Linked DNA regions of Mus musculus: region 2 is linked to region 1. Evidence: chromatin contacts called from public Hi-C data. All regions are on one chromosome and are shown on one strand. Each heading gives the region's core, a stretch centred on a gene start, on an enhancer-like site or on the middle of the called end of the contact. The rest is flanking DNA. Distances are from core to core; before and after follow the strand shown. Region 1 overlaps Tm6sf1 (transmembrane 6 superfamily member 1). Region 2 holds the start of Hdgfl3 (HDGF like 3).

Region 1 (6,092 bases), core at 3,508-6,007:
CTGCCTCTCTCCCACCATCATCAGATACTCAGCTAAACAGTAATTCATATTGTTAGGTGACTGCTCAACATAATACTTCAGGATGGGATTTTCTTTGTAGCAGAACCCAAGAACCAACTCCTAGATACATACTGTTGGTGTATTGGAGATGAAGTTAGAGTCATCTTTCAGTTTTAAGGCCATGTGTAAAGTTTAACCATATGTACAATACCTATTCTGTATTAGAAATAGCTAGTTGAAACTTAATACTTCTCAAAACTCATGTTCCTGTGTCCACAAACTAAGTTTATATGTGAACTTACTGAGTCTTTTTGTGTCATACCAAAATAAAGCAAGGACTTATTTTTTTTCCCAAAGCCAATACAATTTGAGCCAATCCCTCAAGATGGTCACTTTACACTGAAAGCTGAGCTCAGCAGGAGCACTGTGGGAAACAAAGCATTGACTCTTGAGTACAGAGTTTAAAATAGACTTTTCTTTTAGAACTAGAATTAGAGTAGTTAACGTTCATCCGCCAACCATTGTTACGTGTGCATTACTGTCGCTCTTGTGGTGATAGAGTCTTATTTATTTTTATGCCAGCTTATACTGTGAGAACTCATTAGTCAGTTTGGGTCTCATCAACCCTGCTATGCTTGTCCTTGGAAGATCTTTTGTGTGTGTTTGAGGTTTGTAGCTGAGAAGTTTACTGTAAAAAAAAAAAATCAAAAACAAAAAAATGTATTGTTTTTACAGAATAAATTTATTGGAATGTGTACTGGGAGTAAGGTTTGAGGTTATAAACAGCCGAGTTAGTGTTATTTGGCTTCATATGTGTAATGTGAAGTATTAATGTGTTTCTTGTATTATAGCAAAGATTGACAGCAAATTGACATTAGAATTAAGTGCAGGTGAAAATTTTATTTTTTCTATCATGTTTCTTTTTAAGTATTCTGGATGTTAGGTTAAGTGAAAGCCGTGGGGGGACAGGAGGGAGCAACAGCAGGAGCTGCAGCAGCAGGGGCTGTCTGCACGTCTGCGACAGCCCAGCTCAGGGGACCCTGCATTTACACACAGCCTTCCGTGCATCCAGTTTGCTTTTGGTGTTCTTACTGTGTTGAAGAACTAATGAACGTGAAGAGAAAATAGAAGAAGACCTAAGAGCCCAGTGTCGTTGTGAAGATGGAGGTGATGTGGGGCTCTGGATGCACTGGTCTACTCACCCCTCCCTCCAGGACATCACTGTCCTTTGGGCTTGCTCCTGCCGGTTAGCAATCAGTGGTCCCCTGTTGTGCTCACGCAGTTCCATGTATGGAAAATTCATTAAGAGACAGGCTGTTAAGTCAGGGTTTTTTCTTTAAAAGGTACTTTTTAATTTTAAATATTTTAGTTTAAAATAATGAAATTTGACAAAAGATCTCTTCATTATCATGCAAAACATATGGAGAATGTAGATAGCATTTTTAAATTGGAACATATAACAAAGGTTTTTTTGTTTGTTTGTTTGTTTGAGGCAGGGTTTCTCTGTGTAGCCCTGATTATCCTGGAACTCACTCTGTAGACCAGGCTAGCCTGGAACTCAAAAGATCAGCCTGTCTCTGAATCCCAAGTGCAAGGATTAAAGGCGTGTGCTACCACTACCTGGCACAGATTTCTTAAATAAAAAGTTCAAAATTTGTCATGAAAATGTATATATAAAATGCTTCAAAATTAATAAAGTTTATCTTCATAAACACCAAAAATAATTTTATTGAAGGTATACACAGTATTGAAGGTATACACAGAAACACAAGAGAAATATTATCAACCAATAAAACAAGTGTTCATTAAGGCAACTAATAAAGTTGATTTGTGTCATCTTAGCTATTCAAATTCACAATAGAAGTTTTGACAGCAATTTTTAAAATGGCAATAAATAATATGCTTTCCTTGTGAAAACACTTGAATCAATTTAAAAATATTGTGATGATCTGGCATTTATATTAAGATTGTCAACAACTCATACATTTCATATGAAGCCATTTCTCCAACCTGCAATTGCTGTTTTGAATTATTTCTTATGCATAGTATGGTTAGTTACTTCTGAATAGTTTCATTTTTATGCTTTTTGTAGGCACTAGAGTTGTAATTTTCACACATACTATGTGCAAACAATGCTAAAATCAATGGTCACATTCATAGACAAATGGTGATATATTTCCTTAAAAAAGCTGTTTCTCAACTTTAATTTTCTTTCAAAACTGAGAATATACCCAGATACTACCCTTAGTTTCACTCACATGTATGCTGCAGAACAAGTGTGTTCTTGTGAGTATTCCTGTATGGAGGGGATAAAGGAGAGCGCCAGTCCCATTAACAGGTCAGAGAGAACTGTGAGGTATGTTTGTTTATTCCAACTTCTCATCTGCCTTAGTTCTTAGGAAGAACTCGGGATTGTAGGTACAACGGTAGGCCAAGAGCTGAGGAAGAACTCCATATGCTATGTTTAGTGCTAGAAAAAAGATTTTCGCTTCTTCGGGGACTCTGTAGACATAAGCAGTTCTAGCATGAAGGGACGCACCAATGTGAGAAAACTGAGCCTGTTTATATTAAAACAAAACAAAAAAACAGTAAGGATGAGCTCTGTTCACTTGGATTAATGATGAATTCTGAGTGTCTCATTCAGACCATGTGCCCTCAAAACCTGTCTTAAAGGCAAAATACCTTTAGGTAATCCAGTCTTAATATATAATCTTTCACTAAATTTAAGGTTGTTCTTGATATAAGTATTCAAATAATGTATCCTTCTTAAAGTGTGATTTTATTATTCCAGTTGTGTATTTTTAACCTATCCTGTGCCAAATAACAAACAATACTGGCTCAATTCAACAACAACAACAACAAAATCTCCCCCTCTTTCTAATTTGAATCTTAGGAACACTAACTATATAGACACTCAGCAAGGTCTCACAAATTGGGTTTGAATTACAAATGAAGTTGGGTTTTAACATTTAAGCTGTAATTAGTATGAGGAGCTACTTTAGAGAGAAGCACTAAGGGTCTCAGACCAACCACTGGATGCCAGAGCTCAGAGACCATCACATGTACTGCTTATTCATCCGTGTGTTTGGTTTTATGTAACTTAATAGCACTATGATTGTTTGTAAGGTAAGCTTGTTAATAGCTTGGCTGTGGATAGCAATATGATTATAAAATGGCAAATATATACACAGGCAGCCTTTCCAAATCAGACTGAAATCTACTTAGAATTGTGACTGGTCAGCATGTTTGAAGTTTCAGAACAGAACAGCAAGGGCTCCCTCTGTTTACATGGGATAGTTTATAAACTATTCAGAATGTGCCAGTTGAATTTTGCTTGGCTCATTTGTTTTTTGTACTTTTCATAAGCACAGAGAAAAACTATTAGAAAAGTAATACAGGCCATAGCAGAATTGAAAACCGACAGAGTATTTTTCTCAGAAAACTTGTTATTATAAAATGCAAACCCCAAGTCTGCACTTTTATGTTTGCCTGAAATTCAAGATACACAGAAATAAAGACTAAAGATTTAAATGTAGTTAAATGGCAGATTATCAGTATACTATGATCAAAGTGAGACGATAAAGGATCCTGCAATCTAAAGAGACAGAAGTAACAGTGAATCACTAGAGAGTGTGTTCTTAATGTATTGTTACCTTATATGTCCTTCCATATGATCAATTGAGAGTGCTAAGTGCTAACAGATAAAAGTGCTACTTGGCATTTGATGTGACCTTGGCAAAGAAAAGAGCATGTTTAGGAATTTGTATAAATGGCAGATATTTTAATGGGCTACAATTTATAAATTACTGATATATTCCGGATACTTTTACTACTCTGGAAATAAAAATTAAATTCCTGATGTGTGTTGACAAGGACCAACAAGTGGCTTACCCACACTGTGATTCTCCTCGGGCACTGAGAAGGTTCTGCCCGCAGACACACTCCCTAGGGCACAAAGCCAAAGGCCCAGCAAATGAGTGCATCTCAAGGCTACACAGACAGAGTCCTTGAGAATAAAGGGCACTTTGGAAGCTGCCCAGAAGAGACACTGCTGTGAACAGTCTGGGGACTCTGGCAGAAGCCTTGACTCCTGACACTTGTTCTCTGGGCCCTGCTTTAGCTGTTTTTTTGAACATACAACAATTTTCTTCTGGACTAGAGGCCAGTTTTGAACCCTGGTTTTGTCAGACTTGTGGGTTTAGTGATTCTATCCTTAGAGATTATTGTGCTCATCATAAAATGACAGAAAAATACTACCCACAATTCCCAAGAATAAGTAACATGAGCAGCTGGGTGTACCTATATAGGTAAACCTGTATGAAAGGTCAGTGATTGTGTGGGCCCTTCTCTGCACTGAACAGTGCAGTTAATACCTCATTCTCGTGAACAGGAAGGTCATGACAACATTCAAAAAAATGATGCGTCCTTAGATTAGATTGTACGCCCACTGGGCAGATACTGTGTCTAATGTTTTGTGTGGCACCTATCACGTTGTTAGAGTTCAATAAACATTCAACAACAATGCTCTTGTGACTGTCAGAATACAAAAAGAATCTTGAAAGCATTTTTCCTATACCAGTAGTAGTAGTAGTAGGACATTACACTCAGAATTATTAATAAGGGGTGAAGATCATAACATTCTTTACCAAAAGGTGTGTGCCCATGAGAAAAGAAAAGTGAGACCAGTTGTGTGCCGCTCCTGGCACTGCACGGGTGTGTTTGTGGCAGCTGAGTGGGCCCACACCTGCAGCTTCCTCTGATGTCAGCTGCTCAGGGTTCCTTTCCCACGCTTACTGGACCGCAGTACCCACCACACCTGCTTCCCTGCAGGGCCTAGAACTCTGCTGGGAACCCTGCTGGAGTTGAGGGAGGAAGGTACTGTGTGCTGCTAAATTCCACATCTCAATTATGATAACTATAAAACTCAGTGATGTGGCTGACACATCTAGTCATTTGCCTTTGACTCAATTCTAACTTCTCTACCTAGTAGAAATAAGAGATACTTGTTTTTGGCTTTTGGGTTGTTTGTTTTTGTTTTGGTCCAATTGGATGTTTAGAACATAGTAATGAAAGTAAGCAAAAGCTAAATTGTAATAGCTCCCTTTCCTGTGTTTATAGAGAAAATTAGGAAAGGATGACGACCCCCCCCCCCAGTCACAATCCTGGCTCCAAAATGAAGTGAGCCTTACATGTCCAGGTGGATGTTAAGAGGGCAAACTCTGTAGCCCACTGTTGGACTTCATTCACTGCAAGCAGATGCCCCACAGCGTGGGGTTGGCAGTTATGGCTCGATTGGGTCATAGCTCCACCACAAGCCAGGTGAAAGGTCTGCCCCAGCAGGGGAGGGCTAGGCTCACAAAGCTCAGTTAGATACCTGTCTGACCTTTTAACTCCTCTATCAAAGGAGAAGCATGTAAGAAAGTAAAACCCAACGTCAAAATGTCACCACTAAAGGTGCTTGGTAACGAAGCACCTGAGCAGATGGGAGATTGGTAACCTGCGGGCTTCCTAAAAGGTTTTCCTGAAGGAAAAAATGTTACAAAGCTTAACTCAAGGAAGATCAACTCTTTTCAGCTAGACTGTCCACAGATGTACCTGTGGATCCCAGCAGAGCGGGTGGGGTAGGGTGGGGGTGGACAGTGCATGGGAAGGGATGTCACCAGACTCAGCTGGCCCCAGTCAGCATGGGCTTACTGAATGCCCACCAGGAACCTACCCCTAAGCTTTTGTCTAGGGTTTTTTTAGGTCATTATATGAGGGATACACTTTGCTTAAATTGTAGAAAAATTAATCTCAGTGAGAAAGCATTTTTCTCTCAGTCCTTTCTGGGAATCTGTATTAATAGTAATTATAAATAGGAGTCGCATGGCTTTGACATGTCAGGCACTGTCGTTGGCTCTGGACTTAGAACCCTATTTAAGCCTCAGCAGCTTGACAGAAGAGAAAGTAACAGACGTCGCTTTAACTGGATTTACTGAATTACCTAGAAACGACGAGGAACTTGATCAGCTCCTGCTGTTCATTATATTAACTTAGATTCTAACAGTGTGCAGTCAGTCAGCCTTTGGGATCCAAGGAGGACTGGTTCCAGC
Region 2 (5,655 bases), core at 2,421-4,920, 53 kb before region 1:
ACCTCTCCCCATCCTAGCCCACGTAGGCTTTTCAGGGCCTTCCGTCCATTTAACACTGCTTCCAATTCACACTTGATGAGGGGGTTCTCTCAGGCAGTTTGCTATGACTTTCAAGATGTCAGTGTGGACAAGCCAATTATTTCTGAAGGAGGATAAGACCTGGGGATGAGTGGCAGACATTTAAGAGATGCTTCAAGTAGCAAAATCAGTGGAAATGGCCTGATGCACTGTGCGTGTTGGATTAGGCTCAGCTTTCCCAGACTCCCTTTCCAGTCCATGTTAACAATTAAAGAGCAGTTACTGTGTGCTCAGCACTGTCTAAATTTTATTTATATATACATATGTCATTATATTTATATACAAATATATACATAAATATATAGTAATATATACAATTTATATATGCGACACATAATATTATATATGTTATATAATTATAAAATGTGTAATATATAATTACATTTATATAATTTTATATAATTATCTCTATATATTCTACTTCACACATAATTTCAGGCAAAGAAATAGATTTCTGGCGATTGGAATGGGCAAATTTAAGGGCAGGATGCGAAGGAACTACTGGAACTTTACTGGATGCTAGCTTAAGATATGAAGGAGAAGGTAAAAGCAGGATCAGCTCCAAATACATGGATGGAGATGAATGAAATAAAGATTTGCGAAAGTAAATCATGGAGCCAGAGGCAGAGAAATTATTAGCCCAGGGGATTTAAGAATACTAAATTTAAAAGTAATCAAAGAATATAGATAGTATTACATTTTTAAATGGATTTCCCTCCAAGTTTTAGAAATAAAATTAATATTTTTTGTTTTTGTTTTTTTAGATATGGTCTCATATAACCCAGATTGGATGCACACTCATTTTGTACCTGAGCTGGCTTTAAAGTTTTGACTCTCCTGCCTCTGCCTCTCAAGTGCTAATGTAACAAACAGACCAACTTCTGGGACCACACAGAATAAATAAATACATCAGGTTTTTTTGTATGGTCCTAATGATACCTCTAAAGGGTTTCATATTATCTGCTAGATAGTTGAATAGAGCATTGTTCTGGAGTTTCCACAGCATCAGTCCTTTGGAGAAACCAGTCAGAGCTTCAGCAGGACAGTGGTCTGCATCCAACCTGGCTGCAGACAGACAGACAGGCTCTTAGCCAGGCGTGCGGTGGCCCTGATGATCATCCAAATCAACACAGATGGGGATTCCCTGTTTCTGTGTTACTAAGTCTGGCTGGGTTAGGGCACAAGAGTTGGGCCAATACTATGCGCTGAGCAGTAAGGCCAAGCTCAATTGGAAACAAGAGACGAAGGTTGGGAGAAATGTCCACCTTCTCAGAATAACCCAAGTCCTGTCAATGGTCCCCTTTAGCCTCCCTCTGACAGTCTGGCTAGCTCTTTCCCCTTTCTACAAATAACGAAGCCACACTAAACCTTAGCCCTCTCCCTGCCTCCTCGAGGACTTCTCTCCGCTGGTGAGAATGAGAGCCGTCTGCACTTCCTGCTTCCACAGTTGTGCCTCTGACGCACCTCAAGTCTCCGCTCTGGTTTCTTTCCACAACTCTTCATTCCCAACAAGCTCACCAGGGACTTCCCAGTCAGCATAATGAATGGGCCGTCTCCTTAACAGCTCACTCATTCTCTGTGCCATCTACTGAGACCTTTCCTTTCATCTAGAGATGCTCTAACTCTCTGGCTCCCAGGACGGTTCTCCTCTATGTTGAACTACACTGGTGACCTGTCTCCAAGTGTCTTCTGGTGACCTGTCTGTCGCTTCTCTCATTCTACAGACCTCGGGCTCTGCCAGAGCTTCAATAGCCACTCGTATACTGACATCATTCAAATTTCTACATTAACCAACAGCCCACTAAATATGACCTACAGAAATCTCAACACATCAAAAACTCACTCAGGGCCAGGCCCTATCTTGCAAACCTGCCTGTTCTTCACAGACTGCCTGGCCTTTCCAGATGCTAAAGATCCCGTTACTTAATCTGGAAACAAAGGAACCATATTTTAGTCACCATTCTTCCTACTACTTGCCACTTGTGAGTTAGCAAGATGGCTGAGACCACGTCTTCTCTCTCTTAGTGAAAACCCCGCTCCAGCCCCGCACCCTCAGATCAACCTCTCTTCTGGCCACCTGAGTACTCTTTAACACAATTATGATCACTTCCAGCTTAACTTCCTTGCATGGCTTCCACACTGATTCTCTCCCCTACTCATGACCGCCCAGAGCCCACAGGCAGCCTCGGCCATTCCAGCTTTGGACAGTTAGGGCTCTGGTGGCCTGTCAAGAGATGCGGCTTTGACATGGCACCTAGGATGTGTGTGATATGACTTGTAGACGTGACAAGCTCGTTCTCGGGCTATCACAGCCGGGGGAAAAAACCTAGACTAATTTTGCAGCGCAAGAGAGGACAAGGTGAGCCTATAGGGAAGGTGAGGGGTGGGTGCTGGAGAATTAAGAGATGCAAAAAAAGAAACAGCCAAGTACTGTGAACAAAGTAAACGCTCCTCGGAATGTCTCCAGACTCTACAGCCGGCCACTGGAAACCCATCACGGAGAGGCTGCGGTAAGCACAGCTCTCAAGCACAAGTGAGTGGGGCAGATGCTTGGAAAACCCACTTTCTACAGAGGGGAGAAATGGCAAAGAGGGCAATTCACAAAGGAGAGCTGTCTTCCCAACTAGGTGCAGCACCAGAGGACCTTTTAAAGAAGGCAAGATCACAGGGATCTTCCACAGGGCGCATTCATCCATTCATCGAGCAGATGCAGAAAAGAGTGAATTATTTTATTTACCTCTCACAAAGGAGAATGCTATAAAGATTCTCACTCCCAAAATGTCTTTTTGAAAGCAGTCAGCTGAAATCCAAATAAAACAATGGTGAATGCACACGTTTGTCGTAGACTTACTAACCTGTATAAAGAAATCTCTAGAAGCTGCTCTCCAGTATGTTACCAGAATTGAAAACAACTGATTTGACTTGTCAGGGTAAGTCCTTTGCCCCAAAATTATTGGCCCATGAAGGCCCCACACAGAGAAGCATAACTTAGGCTATGGGCACTGAACCATATAGATCCATGTTCAAAGCCCGACTGTGCCATCCTGTCGGTGAGGACTGGCCTTGACTCCAGTGAAGTCGCTTGCCCTAGGTGGGTCACACTGCATCATTAAGGCAGACCTGGGGCAAGAACCTTGCCCTTGTTCTTTCCAGGTACCTACTGACCAGGCAGCGAGTCCCCTGCGCAGCTATCCCCCATGCCTGGGAAGCCTTTGTCCCCCCTCTCCCCCAACTCACCAGAGAGCACCCGAGGAAGTGGCCCACGGGTAGGGGGCAGTCAGAAAGGGGGTGCAGTCCGCAGGGGGTGGGCGCGAGCAGGAGGGGAAAGAGGGGCGGCCGGGTGGTGATTGGCTGGGCTTCACCAGGCAGCTCCCGGCCAAGAACAAAAGAGAGCAGGCGGCGGGCGTCTTTGGAGTAGGCGCTCCCACCCGCGGGGCACCGGCTTCGCTGCTGCGGGAGGACGCGCCCACCAGCAGCCCGCGGAGCAAGCCAGGCGGCGCGCGCGGTTTCTCCGAGAAAGCCGGCCGTGCACCTAGGAATTAACCGGCCGGCGCGCGAGGGGAGGGAAGCGGGGCGGGCGAGGGGTGGAGGGGGGGAATGCTGAGCGCGCGCGAGAACAATAATAAGATCGTGTTTGCGGTCGCTGCCCGAGGAGGAATTCGGAGGAGGCGCGAGGCCCGGAGCTCGCACGGAACCCAGAAGCTCGGCGGGGAGGCGGCGGCTGCATGAGGCTGGCGACGCGGCTCCTGTGAGCAGCGCGCGGCGGTAGCGGCGGCGTCGGGACTCGGCGCGGCCGGACGCGGGCTCCCATCCCCCGCAGCCGGGCGGGGATCTGCGGGGCCTGCGGTGCCCCCCGCCCACCGCTCGCCTCGGCCACTGCCTCGCCGCTCTCCCTCGTCGGAGCGGCCGCTCGAGCGTTCGGCTCGAGGCCCCGCGGGGAGCGCGGCGCGGTTCCGTCGTCCCGCGGAGGGGCGGCCTCCCAGCATCTTCGCGGCGGCCAAGGACCGGCGAGCAGGAGAACGACCGGGATGGCGCGTCCGCGGCCCCGCGAGTACAAAGCGGGAGACCTGGTCTTCGCCAAGATGAAGGGCTACCCGCACTGGCCCGCCCGGGTGAGTACGGCGGCCGCGCGCGCGGGCCCGCCCGCCCACCATTTTCCCTTCATGATGGCGCGCCCGCCCCCTTTCCCCATCACCTCGGCTCGAGCCCGCCTCGCGCCTGGCCGCCGCCTGGGCTGAACCGCGAGCTGTGCTGCGCACCGGGCTCCGGGCCGAGGCGAAGGTTCCGGGCTGCGCCCTCGCCGGCTCGGCGGCCATCCTGACGCCCACGTTCGAAGGCGGGTTCGACCGGACAGGCCCGACGTCGCCTTCCTCATGGAAGCCGGCGGGGACCGGGAAGCGGGTCCGGGGTGGAGGCGCCGGCTGGCTCCCAGCATGGTCCTGAGTAGACGCCCTGATCCGGGCGAACGTCGAGGCAGGTAGGAGAGCGAAAGGCTGTCCCCCAGCCGGCGAGAGCCGGTGACGGTCAGTCCTGGGAAAGGGGATGGTCGTGCAGAGGCCAGCGGCAGTCTCATGGTAGCAATCTTCGATCTCAGAGCATCCTTCATCTTCCAGACTTGTTGAGTGTTTCCTGGGCGCGATCCCCTGTGCCTCACCTGCCCTCTCATTGTCCATTGCCTCCCTGGTGCCCTGGTTCTTAGAAACTGACACCAAATAGCCTGTCACTGGCTGGTGAATTCAAGGAGCTTCCTTGTGCCTTTTCACCTCCATATTTGTTTTAGGTCGGTTCCCGAACCTTATTCTTGGCCTCGAACCAAACCCACGACAGCTCTCTTCTTCCTAAACAGCAAGACTGTCGCTAGGTTTTCTCTAGAAAGCATCTGCATTTAATACACAGCATTCAGTATTTTTATTCCGATCCTTACTGAGGAAGAAGCACTACCGCGTCTGTGCGCACCTTATGTTGAAAAAAAAAAACAATCACTTTCACCTTCAATTTGTTTAAATTTAATAGCTGGCGGTTGACTGACTGAAAAGAATACAGTTAAAAGATAGTTAAAGCAGTTTGGAGACAATGCTGGGTATTCTTGAGGAACAAAAATAGTCAAGGGAGAAGCTGACAGAAATTGGGAGCTTGGGAGCGTGAACTCGTGTTGTGTGGTGATAAAGTGAAGGTAACAAGACCAAGGGGAAAGTACACCCATTCACACAAGGAAGTGACATCAAGAGGGGCAGGCTGAAGATCAGTGTAGTTGAGGTAATGGATAGACATAATCATTTTGAACTCGTTTGTTTTGGCATGATTTTAAAATGGAAAGGACACTGGGCCAGGAACTTAGGGGATCTGGAGAGTGGGTCAGGCACTGTTAGGAACTAATCATTTTAACTGCCTGCACTTCCATTTCTGTAACTTTAGAATAACCATCTCCAGGATTCCTTCCAACACTAACAACCTCAGGCATCAAGAGGAAAAAAACAGTCTTACTCAGATTCCACTCGGATGTGATAAATTCTTCATGTATAAACTCTAAGACCTGGAATAAGGCAGAGTTTCAACGTCGAAGTACTGGTTGTCATT

What was found. A called contact is a pair of places that touch in the nucleus more often than the background predicts.
Region 2: a contact with region 1 is called in a Hi-C map of Sertoli cells, with 2.2 times the contacts expected there. The contact joins the promoter of Hdgfl3 here to the enhancer-like site in region 1. A contact is called at or near these places in 7 of 39 promoter capture datasets (the 3T3-L1 cell line, 3T3-L1-derived adipocytes, the SN4741 cell line and 3 more), 1 of 15 datasets of contacts at CTCF or cohesin (CD8 T cells), 28 of 484 Hi-C or Micro-C datasets (B cells, CD8 T cells, the STO cell line and 19 more), 10 of 115 datasets of contacts at active chromatin or transcription factors (CD8 T cells, the SCID.adh cell line, bone marrow-derived dendritic cells and 5 more) and 2 of 9 other capture datasets (adipose tissue and pancreatic islet).

The regions. Positions count from the first base shown.
Region 1 is chr7:81,879,681-81,885,772 of GRCm38.p6, reverse strand. It overlaps Tm6sf1 (transmembrane 6 superfamily member 1), which reads right to left. Exons shown (of 10, transcript NM_145375.4): 10 at 1,694-2,558. The coding sequence ends at 2,367. Hdgfl3 (HDGF like 3) reads left to right here. Exons shown (of 6, transcript NM_013886.4): 6 at 1-4,517. Among named protein-coding and RNA genes, the nearest start is that of Tm6sf1, 24 kb to the right of the region's middle. Within about 2 kb of position 4,757, at least 27 of the 459 cell types and tissues checked have an H3K27ac peak or open chromatin away from gene starts, as enhancers often do. A contact at or near this core is called in B cells, CD8 T cells, the SCID.adh cell line and 3 more, where this site is marked.
Region 2 is chr7:81,932,474-81,938,128 of GRCm38.p6, reverse strand. Hdgfl3 (HDGF like 3) reads left to right here and starts at 3,670. Exons shown (of 6, transcript NM_013886.4): 1 at 3,670-4,190. The coding sequence starts at 4,107.